Regions from separate parts of the Arabidopsis thaliana genome. Here region 2 is linked to region 1. A link is a contact called in public capture Hi-C data. All regions are on one chromosome and are shown on one strand. The core of a region is the stretch at or near the end of the contact, and the rest is flanking DNA. Distances in the headings are between cores, read along the strand shown. Region 1 holds the start of AT1G48870 (Transducin/WD40 repeat-like superfamily protein). Region 2 holds the start of SCD1 (stomatal cytokinesis defective / SCD1 protein (SCD1)).

The links. Capture Hi-C pulls out chosen DNA fragments and counts their contacts.
Region 2: a contact with region 1 is called in a capture Hi-C map of seedling, with 1.9 times the contacts expected there. The contact joins the promoter of SCD1 here to the promoter of AT1G48870 in region 1. A contact is called at or near these places in 2 of 26 Hi-C or Micro-C datasets (shoot and vegetative nucleus) and 1 of 3 other capture datasets (seedling).

The regions. Positions count from the first base shown.
Region 1 is chr1:18,074,700-18,081,003 of TAIR10.1, reverse strand. AT1G48870 (Transducin/WD40 repeat-like superfamily protein) reads left to right here and starts at 4,599. Exons shown (of 7, transcript NM_001333361.1): 1 at 4,599-4,614; 2 at 5,868-6,232. It overlaps TBL7 (TRICHOME BIREFRINGENCE-LIKE 7), which reads right to left and starts at 596. Exons shown (of 4, transcript NM_103782.3): 1 at 1-596. It also overlaps AT1G07507.
Region 2 is chr1:18,146,356-18,151,943 of TAIR10.1, reverse strand. SCD1 (stomatal cytokinesis defective / SCD1 protein (SCD1)) reads left to right here and starts at 2,925. Exons shown (of 31, transcript NM_180628.4): 1 at 2,925-3,291; 2 at 3,797-3,890; 3 at 4,130-4,331; 4 at 4,565-4,706; 5 at 4,884-4,984; 6 at 5,103-5,166; 7 at 5,310-5,423; 8 at 5,505-5,588. The coding sequence starts at 3,118. AT1G49050 (Eukaryotic aspartyl protease family protein) reads right to left here and starts at 1,477. Exons shown (of 9, transcript NM_103798.5): 1 at 705-1,477; 2 at 482-605; 3 at 167-396; 4 at 1-71. The coding sequence starts at 1,306.

The DNA.
Region 1 (6,304 bases), core at 3,350-5,849:
CATTTTCGGCATTCAAAACCACAACGAAAGATTCAGGGCAATCTAATTAGTTACCATATACAATCAATCTCTTCTAGCTCCAATACGAATTTTAAACCCATCATGCAAAAGAAGAATGCATCCAACAACAACAATGTCGAACACAGAGATGATCCAATCTCTTAGCTGCAACCTAACAGTTGAAAAGACATCATTTTGCCGCGAACCCAGATACAGACAGATCGAATCACCAAATGGGTATCGTTCAAATCCGTGGAAAAACCAACCGAATCCGGGAAGAGAAGAAGAAGAAGCAATGGAATCCAAAATCAATTCCGTGGAAGATTAGAATTTGAGCAGAGAGACTTGGGAGGTGGGTTCTTCAGAAACGTAGAAGAAATCAAGACGCGGTTTGATTGATTGAGATCGGAGATCAGAGGAAGAGAGAGGGATCGGCGAGGAAAGAGGACACTGTCCGATTCCGATGTCTGCTCACTAATTTAAAAATTACTTTGTTTTATTAAAGTCAGATGCTTCAAGATTTGGAATTAGAGAAAAAGGACTATTTGGTAAATTTAGAATTCTTAACAAAAATAAAAATATTGTCTTTGAAGTTCTTGGAGAATGTTGAGTCTGGTCTTTGATCCCTTGTCTTTGCTGTTGTATCCAATTTAAGGAAGATTGTGATTTTGCTTTTCTAATGGTGAAACATCATCAACCAAAAAGATTAGCTTATCGTTAAATCGGATAATGTACTATGTTTCTCTGTTACTAAACAGAAGTTAGGTAATACAGTTAAATGCGATTATTAATAATGATGGGACACAGTATCATAAACTTTGTCAACTAGGTCCTACTAGTACTACTGATTAGATTTCAGTTTTTGTTTTACAAATCATATAATATAACCAAGAAGAAGATTGAGCAAAATAGTTCAGATTTGGAAGATCGAATTTGGTAAAAGAACAAAAGCGTTACAAGACAAAAATCAACATCTAACTTGTTCTATCTTTTCTATATCTGACAACGCACGAAACCTTTGTCCTCTGCTAAATTATTAAATCCAACAAAAACAAATTTCTTTTTTCTCCTGACAATATCTCTGAAGACCAAGAAGCAAACATTAGCTTTGCCTGTTTCTTCACCTACCTCAAAGAGAAGTAGAAGTTCTTAACATTTCTTAGTAGCTCCAGCTTTTATGGTGGCTTTTTTCTTTTTGTATTTAGAGAAACAATGGAGTTTCATTTAAATTAGCTCTTCTTAACTTTGCTACCATATATGGCTCAAAGTTAAAGACAAAATCTTGGTTAAAGAAAACTCAAGTGACTGTAAATTTGGCTTTAAACTTGAAATAAGTGTTGTATGAACAAACAAACATACCTGAACTAGCTTGGTAAGCATTGGTTTTGAAGCTGATAGATATGGCCAATCTTCTCCTGAGTTTGATGAGGAATGTTTCTGGTCTGCATTGCTCCCCGTAAGTTTGTCAACGACCTTCTTGACTATGTTTTTGTAAGCATTCTTTGTTCATCATGATTCATGAAGAGTGAATTCAGCTATACATAACAACAATATACAACAAAAATATGGATGGTGGAAAAATATGTGATTCAAAATAAGGCATGATTGTTTGATTACTTCTTATAACGCTCCACGTTGGGAACAACTACTATCACACTTAATTCCCCAAAAATGCAACATGGCAAATAAGTGGACTTAACCGAGAGGCGAGAGTTATCGTTAGACAACCAAACTGCAACGTATGGCAAAGAAATTGTTTATCTTTGAAAAGCCTTCTATCTTAAAGAAATTAATGGGCTTTATAGCGCTGAGAAATTTGGGCTTTGTAAGATTGACATCTCCCTCTCTGATGATTCATATTATGCAATCCAATATCTAAGATTTAACCATTTATTTCCTCAATATCGTGAATTTGTATATGCATATACTGTATATGCATGCATGTCTTAAACATTTTACCTACCTAAAGATCGTTAAAATAGAGGGATATCATAAGTAATATCGACCTTTCCAAGCATACCGACATAGACTTAGATGAGTTTCGTCTGAACTCTTCCAAAAGTTTGAATTTGAACTTACTAACATTGAAGTTATCGTTTTTTGAGAAGGATCCATGGTCTAGTAGTATTTCTTCTGACAGTTGAGTGTCAGAGGTCTCGAGTTCGAGTCACTCTGCCACCACGGTAGTACTAGTCTCTCCAAATAAAAATTCTTTCATACGTGTAGGGGTAAGCGGTGTATACTAAGTCGTAGGTAGGAATTTTCTTTGGATATGGGGCCGCTTTGCGGTGGGACTTGTCAATATAAAAATTGTACCTTAACAGTTTTTTCTTAAACCAAGTGGTGGTGGTCTAGTGGTTTTCATTTGAAGAGGAGTTGCCTTGTTGGTCCACGCCAGAGATCGATTTTTCTCAAACGCGAAATTGCTAGTTATTTCTACTTCCCATTTTCACCTAATTTTCCCTAGACCCTAGAAAAACTAAGGGCTTCAGCCTGAATCTCCTAATTATCAAGAAAAAAAAAAGTTATCGTTTTGGGAATTCAAATCATGTCAAACAATAAGAAAATAATTAGGTATGAAATATACTCTTGACAAACATAACAACCCTTACCGCAAAATATTAAGGAATTAATTTGGCCAAGCCCAGGGATTGATCACATGCAGAATCTTATCATAAACCCTATTTAATCACCCAAATCTTATTAATTAATCAATCAACTAACAAGATATTGATATCAGTATCTCCATCACTAATCACGTACTAATCATTAACCACAACCAAATCCAAGAGTAAACAATTTGGCCAGGAAGGAAGGATGTTAACACCGATTTTTTTCTTTTCTTTTTTCCCAATAAGAGAAGCATATAGTATATCCGGTATTTAATTTGTACAAAATGTACAGCGTGAAACCTCGTCATAAATTCGATGCTATGCATTTATTTGGTGATAATTTACTACGTTTTTTGGTAAGTTAAATTCGTCTAACGTTACATGATTTGTCTAAGTTAAATCACATATATTTTTTGGATATAATAAATAACATATTTTGCTAACTAATTCGTATAAATGAGTAATAATTTTAGTCTAAATAATTATAATACTCGATTATTCGTCTATAATATATTTATATGTTTGTGTAAATTCAACAAAAAAAAAAGAAGTAAATTCGTTTTTATGTTTTAAACTGTTAGAGATAAACCTATGGACTTATGGTGTATATACAGAATTGACCGGTCCACGGAAAAGTCAACAAAACCCAGCAATTGCATGGGACTCGAGACAGTAGCTAATAGTTTTTTTCCTCCTAAATACTTTAGTTTATCTTATATGGTACAATTAGTCTTCTTCTTTTTTTTTGTCATCTATGGTACAATTAGTCGTAGTGCCTTTTTTGGCATCAAGATAGTATTAATGAGTAGGAGCCTATTTTAGGCTTCGTGGAAAGATGAACTCACATTACTACGTACATCGATGAACCACTATTTCTAACTAGTTTCGTATCACTGAATATAAAACTAGCTAGTTATTTCCATGACAAATCCGAATACAACCACGTATCATTGAATATATATCCATCACGAATTCAAACTCAACCACATAAAGACACGAAGCAAGAATACATAAGCTCTTTGAAATTGGAGACGATGCGTGTAGAGTACTCAACTTACGAATGAAATGTATAACGTTGTCAACACTCTCCCATTTATACACTTTTTCGTAGTTTAAAATAATAATTAAGCAAAAAGAAAAAGTTCACCAATTTGAAACATTCCACGTTCAGGAGTTATCCACCATTAGTCTGTACTAAACTAATAAATCAGCTTTTTATTTTTATAACTGAATATACTCATTTGCTTCATGGTTCAATTATTTGCATGAATCACATTATCATGACGAAGATACGAGTTAGGTTTGGTACTGTATAACAAAAACAAGTTGCAGATTTTGTTTTTATCAATTATTAATTGGTTACCAAATTACGTGCGTACTTTGACCAATCAAATCTCTTGAGATTCGAACAATATCATCCAATGGTTCTCAAATCACAAAAATAAAAAGGTAGCGAGTTGTCGCATTATGTTACTTCATAAACTTTTTATTAATTTATAATTTGCATCCAATGAATCATTTGGTAGATTTGTATTATGCAGATAACATTTTGTGTATTCTTAATGTCTGAACATAAATAGAGAAGATTAAAAAAATAAAAATAAAAATAAAAAAAATAGAGAAGATTATGCGTCCTACAAGCTGGGGAAGAAATAGTTGTCATAATCAGTTTCAATAATTATATCATTTTCTCTTAAACCAAAGTTTCAATAATTTTAAAATGCAATCGAATAATCTGTTTGGTTATTGTAAAATTTTTGTAATTATATACTATAATGTATATCCACGTTATCATTTATGAATATTTTTGAGAAAAATAAAATAATATACACTATAGTAATATACAAATAACTATATATATAAGCACACATCGTCGACCACTAATGCTACATTATATTATATGAGATCTCTCTCTCTATATCTCTCACCTTCAAAATTTGAAGATTCCGCCATAGTTGCATATCAAGCTAGTTCGAGTCCAAAACTGCAGTCAAGATTACTGGTTCGTGTTCTTACACATATATTGTACTATAGTTTGCATAGTTACTCAGATTCTTGTTTTTTTCGTTTCAATATACAGATGATTGTATAAAATGATGCTTTATAGTTCTAACTTTTATACGTTCTAAAGAAGCAGGTTAAACTTAATTAAATTGCTGTTATCAAAATGTAACTACGTAAATAAGTCTGAATACGAACCTTCTTTGTTGTATACACTTATGACACAAGAAATTAACTACTGCCATTTTCTCATTGCCATTACATAGCGAAATATATAAATGAACTTACAACAAGTAGTTAACAAAAATTAACTGGTGAATGTATGGTAAAACTTATTGGATGTTGAGATACAATACGACCGCATATTTAATATCACCTACTATATATATATATATATATAAAATACCATTTCTTATTATTCTTATTCATCGTACTTAATATGAAAACTTTATAAATATAGCTTTAATTTATGTATTTTTTCGTTCTAAATACTCTTTCAAACGAACCACAAAATCTGTTTTTTAAACGTTCAAAACTAAAATTTTAAACTTTTTTTTTGGTCACATCTAAAATTTAAACCTTTCCGGTCTTGTTACATTCTGGATAAATTCTGGCCCCAAATGTAGCAATTTTAATGGTCTCTGGATATATGATGATTCGGTCATAATAAAATCTCCCTAATCTGTGGAAGGATTTAAACAAATAGTATTTTTGGAATTCTATTCAAACAAGAAAATATTGGTAGACAAAATTAAAATTTACCTATATATAAATTATGAAAATTCATTTAATTAGAAATTAGAATACATAGCTTACAAAATGGAAAAAGTAGAAAAGCATATTTACTCATTTGTTTAAAATAAGACAAAGCAATGTCAGGAGAAATAAAGGTAGGAATCTTCCGTGAAAATGAAATGTCTTTTTACACTACGGTAAATTTTCACAACCACAATTAATTCACTGCCTTACCCAAAGATGATCATGAATGGTAAAACTTTAGGTTAATAATTTGCCAATTATTTTTAAAAAAAGTATTTTAAGAAAATATTAAAGTGCATTCAAGAAAATAACACTATTGTTTGTGTGTAAGCAGCTAAGAAAAACTATTGTCAGAAAGAATTTTCGAAATTCAAGGGTAATTTACTTAATCTGGGTTTTGTCGACAATCGTGTATTTTCGTTAGTTCTGCGTAGCACTAAACATGATTCTGATCCAAACTCTTTTTTATTTTATATTAAATCGCCGTTGTTGCAGAGAGACATAAGCCCAAAAAGCACGAAAACAAAAGACAACAGTAAAAGAGAGTCTGAGAGATTGGTCGGGAGTAAGAAAGTTTTAATTGTCTCCTGTCTCCTGAATCGCGGCCACTTCGCCGTCAAAAAGATCTCAGAGATTCTCATTGGGCCGCCATTGATGCACCCAACCACTCTCTCTCTGAGACATAACGTAAATGTTTTGTCTGGTTTTTATATCTTCCTTAATCACACGGAGAAGAAACTTGAAATAACAAATCTTGCTTTGGTTTGAAGAAAAATCAAATCAAACCCGAGACCTAATTCCTCGTCGGCTATCAGAATTTGACTTCTTGTTGTGGATCATTGCTTCTTAACTAGACAAAGGTACGAACTTTTATCCAGACTTTTGATTATTCTATTCACTTCCTGAGTTTCAGGAACCGTCTTTTTTTGTTT
Region 2 (5,588 bases), core at 1,676-4,175, 73 kb before region 1:
TGCTTAGACCGAGAATCCCGTCTGTCTTTAGCAGAGTATTCAACAGTAGTCCTTGCTGATCATACCCGCACCTTAAAGTTCAAATCACGAAAGCCAAAGTCACAACATGAAACACTCAGATATTCCGTAACAGAATCACAAATTGTTAACGGAGAATGATATTTACCCGAAAACTATATCTGACTCGGCTAGTGATCCGTTATGGAGTTTGAGATGAAACTTATCTTTGGTGAGAACTCCCATGGAGTAGCTATGATCAGCATATTCAATCTCGTAGTCACATTGATGACAATTTTCACAATGTTCTGTCAGTTGATTCCTTTGGACTTCTACACAAAAGGCCTCTGAAGATCTCACTAAGTTATCTTTTCTAGGCTTATATAGTTGATTTGCTCCCTAAAACCAAAATCCAGAAAGTTCATCACTAAATTCACAGAGAGATTCTCCTAAAATCTAAAAAAACTTGATCTTTATTCTTTACCTTAGCACAACTAGTACAAGGAGCATCACATTGGATCCAAGTCAATTCACTTCCCGTATCAATATCAAGATGATAGTATTGTCCATCTTCAGGCTTTCCAACAAGAATGCGTGTATAATACAGCCTGCAACAAAAGCAAAAAAAGACAATCTTTGTTTACTTGTGCTTTAAGAAACAAACCACACATTCAGATTACAGAGTATTAGATACAATGCATACATACCCATCTGGATACACATTACCACCGACGGGAAAAATCGTAGTGGAGGAGTCAATAGAACCGGCACTTGTAGATAAAACATCGTTGACTTTTACAGGGTTGACCAGCTCTAAATCCATTGATTCCACAAAGTTTTCATTCTCTAAACCTAAATCTTCCTCTAAGATCCGCTCGTGGAACTCTCGAGCTCTCAATTTGTGATATACAGGGAAAACAAACGACGCCGTTTCACGGAGATTATCGTCGTCGTCACGGTTCCTCTCATCAGGAGAAACCCTAAACATTTGAACAGAGTTGGGAAAAACAGAGGCGTAGAAAGCAACCGCGAGAAGCGAGATTCCGAGAAGACCCAGAACTAATCTCGGCGAATTCATTGAGAGATCCGAGAACAAGAGGCGAGATTGTTGGTTTCGGTGAAGTGGGTCGGGTTGAAAACTCGGGTTTGGGTTATCCTCGGGTGGGATTTCGAGTGGGTAATCGTGGTCAGTGAGAGTGAAAGCAGAGATTGTTTTGCCTTGTGAAGGATCATCAGATGGTGGGAGAGTGATTATGACTACGCTGTGGACTCGTTGTTGTTGTTGCTGGTCATGAAGATCTGGTTCCATTCTGTGATGTCTCCGATCGAATTGGGCTGGTTTTGATCGGAGAGAGAATGGAAACAGGACGAGAAAGAAAAATGGCAGACTAGGAGTGGTCAAGAGTCAAGAGGCTTTCGTTATACGAGACGGAAGCTGCGAGGAAGGAGAGGGTTATTTTATTTGAAGTAAATGTTTGAAAAATATGAATTACACTTACCAAAAAAAAAAAAAAAAAAAAATGAATTTTACTTACACATAAAATTCATTTTTATTAAACCCTCCCTATAAATGTTCTTTTTAAAAAAAAAAGTATATATGGAGGACAATAAAAATAGCTTTTAGTAAAAAACTTTAATAGTTTTAACAAATTTTATAATTTCTTGCTTTACATTTATTTTTCCTTTTTCCTGTCAATTTGATTTCTTTTATTTAACTCAATAAAAATATATGATACAACTTTAATTTACATGATAAAAATTTAGAAATAAATAAATATGTAATCATAAAATAACTATACAACATACATTTCAAAAACATTATGTCAAACAAGATATGTTAGGAAAAACAAAATTTTTTACATGCTATACAAAAATATATATAAATTAGAAAAGAAACATAAAATAAAACTTGTGTGTTCATGTATTTATTAACTATTGTAATGTTAATTTTATGTGTGTTAAATTTCTAAATATAATATTATTGCTGTATAAAATTGTTTTTAAATGTAATGTTTTTTTATTTTAATAATTTCAATTTTGATGTTAATGTATTTAAATTTATATGAATATAATTGAAATAATTGAATTTAATAGAATTATTGTGAGATATATGCAAGCTATAAGGACTCAATGAAAATATGTGAAAGATTTTAAGGGTGTTATGCACCCTCAAAAATAAAGGTTTTAAGGTTTGTTGGAGTTAAAAAACTTCAAAATTTAAAAGTTTGAGGTTTGATGGAGATGTTCTAATCCTCTCGTTTTTTTCTCTTCGATATATGAACTGAAAAAGTATGAGGACCCCGAAAAAATCTTGGACTTTCTTTCTTGTCATATAATATAAACAACAACCTGCATTACTATTTACTAGTTTGAAGAATATCTGAGATGTAGTATTTATACTATGGGGTTAATGCTAATAAAGAGATGGATCAGTGGCAAGAGCAAAGAAGCACCACCCTTGTAGTTTCAAATATTTGTTGAGTTTTGCTTTATAATTTGGTCATCTTAGTAACAAATAAAATTGAATATCAGAATTCAAAAGTTAAGAAAAACATATTAATTGACGAAAATAATATATATATATATATATATATATATATTAATTAGTTCGTAAAGTTCCAAAAAATAACTGTAAAAACAAGAAATTAAGAAGATAAAGTATAAAAGACCGAAATGGGTGCAATTTTAGTTAGTTTTAGAGTTTGGTTATTGGTTTTACTATTTTTTCAGTTTTAATTTTTGTTATATATTAAAAGCTTAAATAAAATTAAACATATGAACACATTTAAAAAAATGTAACCTAAAAAATAAAGTTAATAGTATTATTATTTTTTAACTCTAAAATTAATATTATTAGTTTGCTACTTTGCAAACTTTAAAATAAAATAAAATCTACAAAAATTTGATTGTTGTAATTTGTGTGAAATGGAAAACAAATTGCGTTCGACCCGTAGGATTATTTTCCCACGAACGACTTGGCCAAAAAAACAAAGGAGGCCGAATTGAAGCAACTACTTTTCTCCATCATCATCACCATCGGCGAAATCCGCCAAAAATTGATCTCCATTTGGAAATCCAGATCATGCTCTAGAGCCCTAGTTTAGATCTCGAAGGAAGACAATGGGACGGATCTTCGAGTACTTCGTCGTGTGCGGACTTGGTCCAGAGATGCGAACCGTGGATGGAGATCTTGGATTCCATGGAATGCAAACATTCTACTTGCCTGCTCTTCTTGACCAGTTCCCTCCTACTGATCAATCTCCTTACCCTGCCCCTCCTCCTCAGCTTCCTACTGTTAAGTTTTTCACAACATCTTTTGTAATTCTCGTCGAGATTAGGATTTTGATTGGGTTTAGGTCCATGCTGGTAATTTCTTTGTTGTTAAACGGCGATGAAATGTGGAATCAGCGTTGTCTAGTTGTTAGGTTTCTTCTGTATTTGCTAAACGAAGCATTTCGAAGTTATTAACTGGAGATAAACGTGCTGAATTGGATTGATGTTTTCTAGGTACCTCTAATTAGGTCTCTAGATTAGTTAAGTTGGAATATTGAAGTTGAATTGCCTTCTACCAATAAGGAGCTTTTGAAATTTCTCTCAAAGTGTGGTTATATTTCTTTGCTTTTGGTCTTGTGCTTGTAGTTTGCTTTTGATGCTCCATGGTGAAATGAGTCATCTGTTTAAGAGTTTAACTTGCTTGATTAGGTTAAGCCTTTTAAGAGTTTGTTTTCTTTCGTTAGATAAGACTAGATATATTAAACAAGCGGATTTTTATGATTACGCTTCATTTTCTTTTGGACAGTGTGTTCTTCCTGCTGGGGTGGAGTTCCATTCTTCTGGTTTTGTTTCCAGTGACCCTGCAAGTTTCCCACGGAGCTATCCCATAGTCTTGACGGGTATGTGATTATCCGTATATTGCATACTCGGAGTTTTGTATGCTTTGCATTGTAGCTGCTCTATGTGCGATGTTGTTTCGGTTGCAGTGGAATTATTTTAGCGTAGAAGTCGTCTTGCACTCATTTATCTAGTCTTGTTTCTCTGCCATGTTGGATTTAAGTTGGTTTGTTTTGAATACACCTGCTTTAACTGTGGTGGGTGATCTCTTACTGATTTTATCTTAATAATTTTTGCACAGAGGGTGATGGATCAAAAATATTTGTCAGTTGCATTGCATTTCGGGATCGAGTCTGTGAGGATATTATTGAAGCTTATCGCTTACCGCCGAATACATACGCAGACAAGTGTATCTGTCTTGTGTCTCATGCCCCCAATTTCCGTGTTCTTCGTAATTCTCTCGAAGAGATTTTTGTTCTTTGCTTCTCTTCAGAAGGAAGCTGGTATATACCACTACGCTTAAAACATCTTCTTCTTGTCTATACCTAACATGAATTATGCCTTGCGTTACTGTTCCGTATATATTCAGCAAACATATGTGGGTGGAGCTTGCATTGGTTCTTCATTTACTTTTGTGTTGATTTTACCCTCTTGAAAAGAATTGCTGTATAAAACAAGAAAAACAACACCATTTTTAGGTTTGAACTTTGATGTTAGTGTCCTTCAACCTTTTCAGTAAGCCATTGTGGGATATTATCGCCTATATGGTATCTAATGTGCCATTGCCGACTCCCGGAAAAGACAGAGTCTTGTTTGCTGTCGAGAATTGCCTGCTCTCGGTGGAAGCACCTCCAGAGGATAGTCTTCCTCAGGCAGATGTATGACTTGTGGTTTTGTCTCCTTAATCTGTTTTGAATACCTTTCCTTGGCTACTTTTTAGTATCAACGTTGGAGATTTCCAATTTCCTGACAACTACAAGGGCGACTGTTCCCTGACTTCTTTCAACTTTTTCCAATAAACTTATGTAACGTTTGGCATGTTTTACTGAATGCAGATATCTCTCCAGCCTCTTGTACAATGCTTGGATGTCGACAACTTGATTAAGCTGTTTACATCTGTACTAGTTGAAAGGAGGATTTTGATTCGATCCAACAAGTATGTTTCTCTATGTAGAGACATTATGAGTTTAAGATACATTTTCTAAACAGTTACTATTTCATACTATCTCTATTCAATCACCACACTAATTTTGCCTCATCGTGAATCTCAATAGGTATTCGCTTTTGACTCTGGTGTCTGAATCCATATGTCATTTGATTTATCCTTTTCGATGGCTGGTATGTCATAGAACACTGATGAGATCTCAGTTTATCACTTAAACAAATATGAACTCATTTGTAAGCATGCTAACCCATGCATTTCTACTGACTAAAATATTTCTTCTAATCTTTATTATTTGTTTTGTTGTATGTTTCTGAAGCAAGTCTACATTCCATTACTATTTTTTAGTGGAGTAGACTACATTGATGCACCAACACCATATATGATGGGTCTCCACTCTGATGTCGATACATCCAATCTTGCTATGGATGGCGTGAGTCTAAATTTACGTCATACTTATCCTCTTTAAAATTTGGGCAACCTTATATTGGTCTAAAAACATTGCCATTTCTAGGTTGTAGTGGTGGATCTTGACATAAACCAAATTACTACTTCTGAAGAGATACCTCAGATACCAGAGCCTGAGTTCAGCACTTTG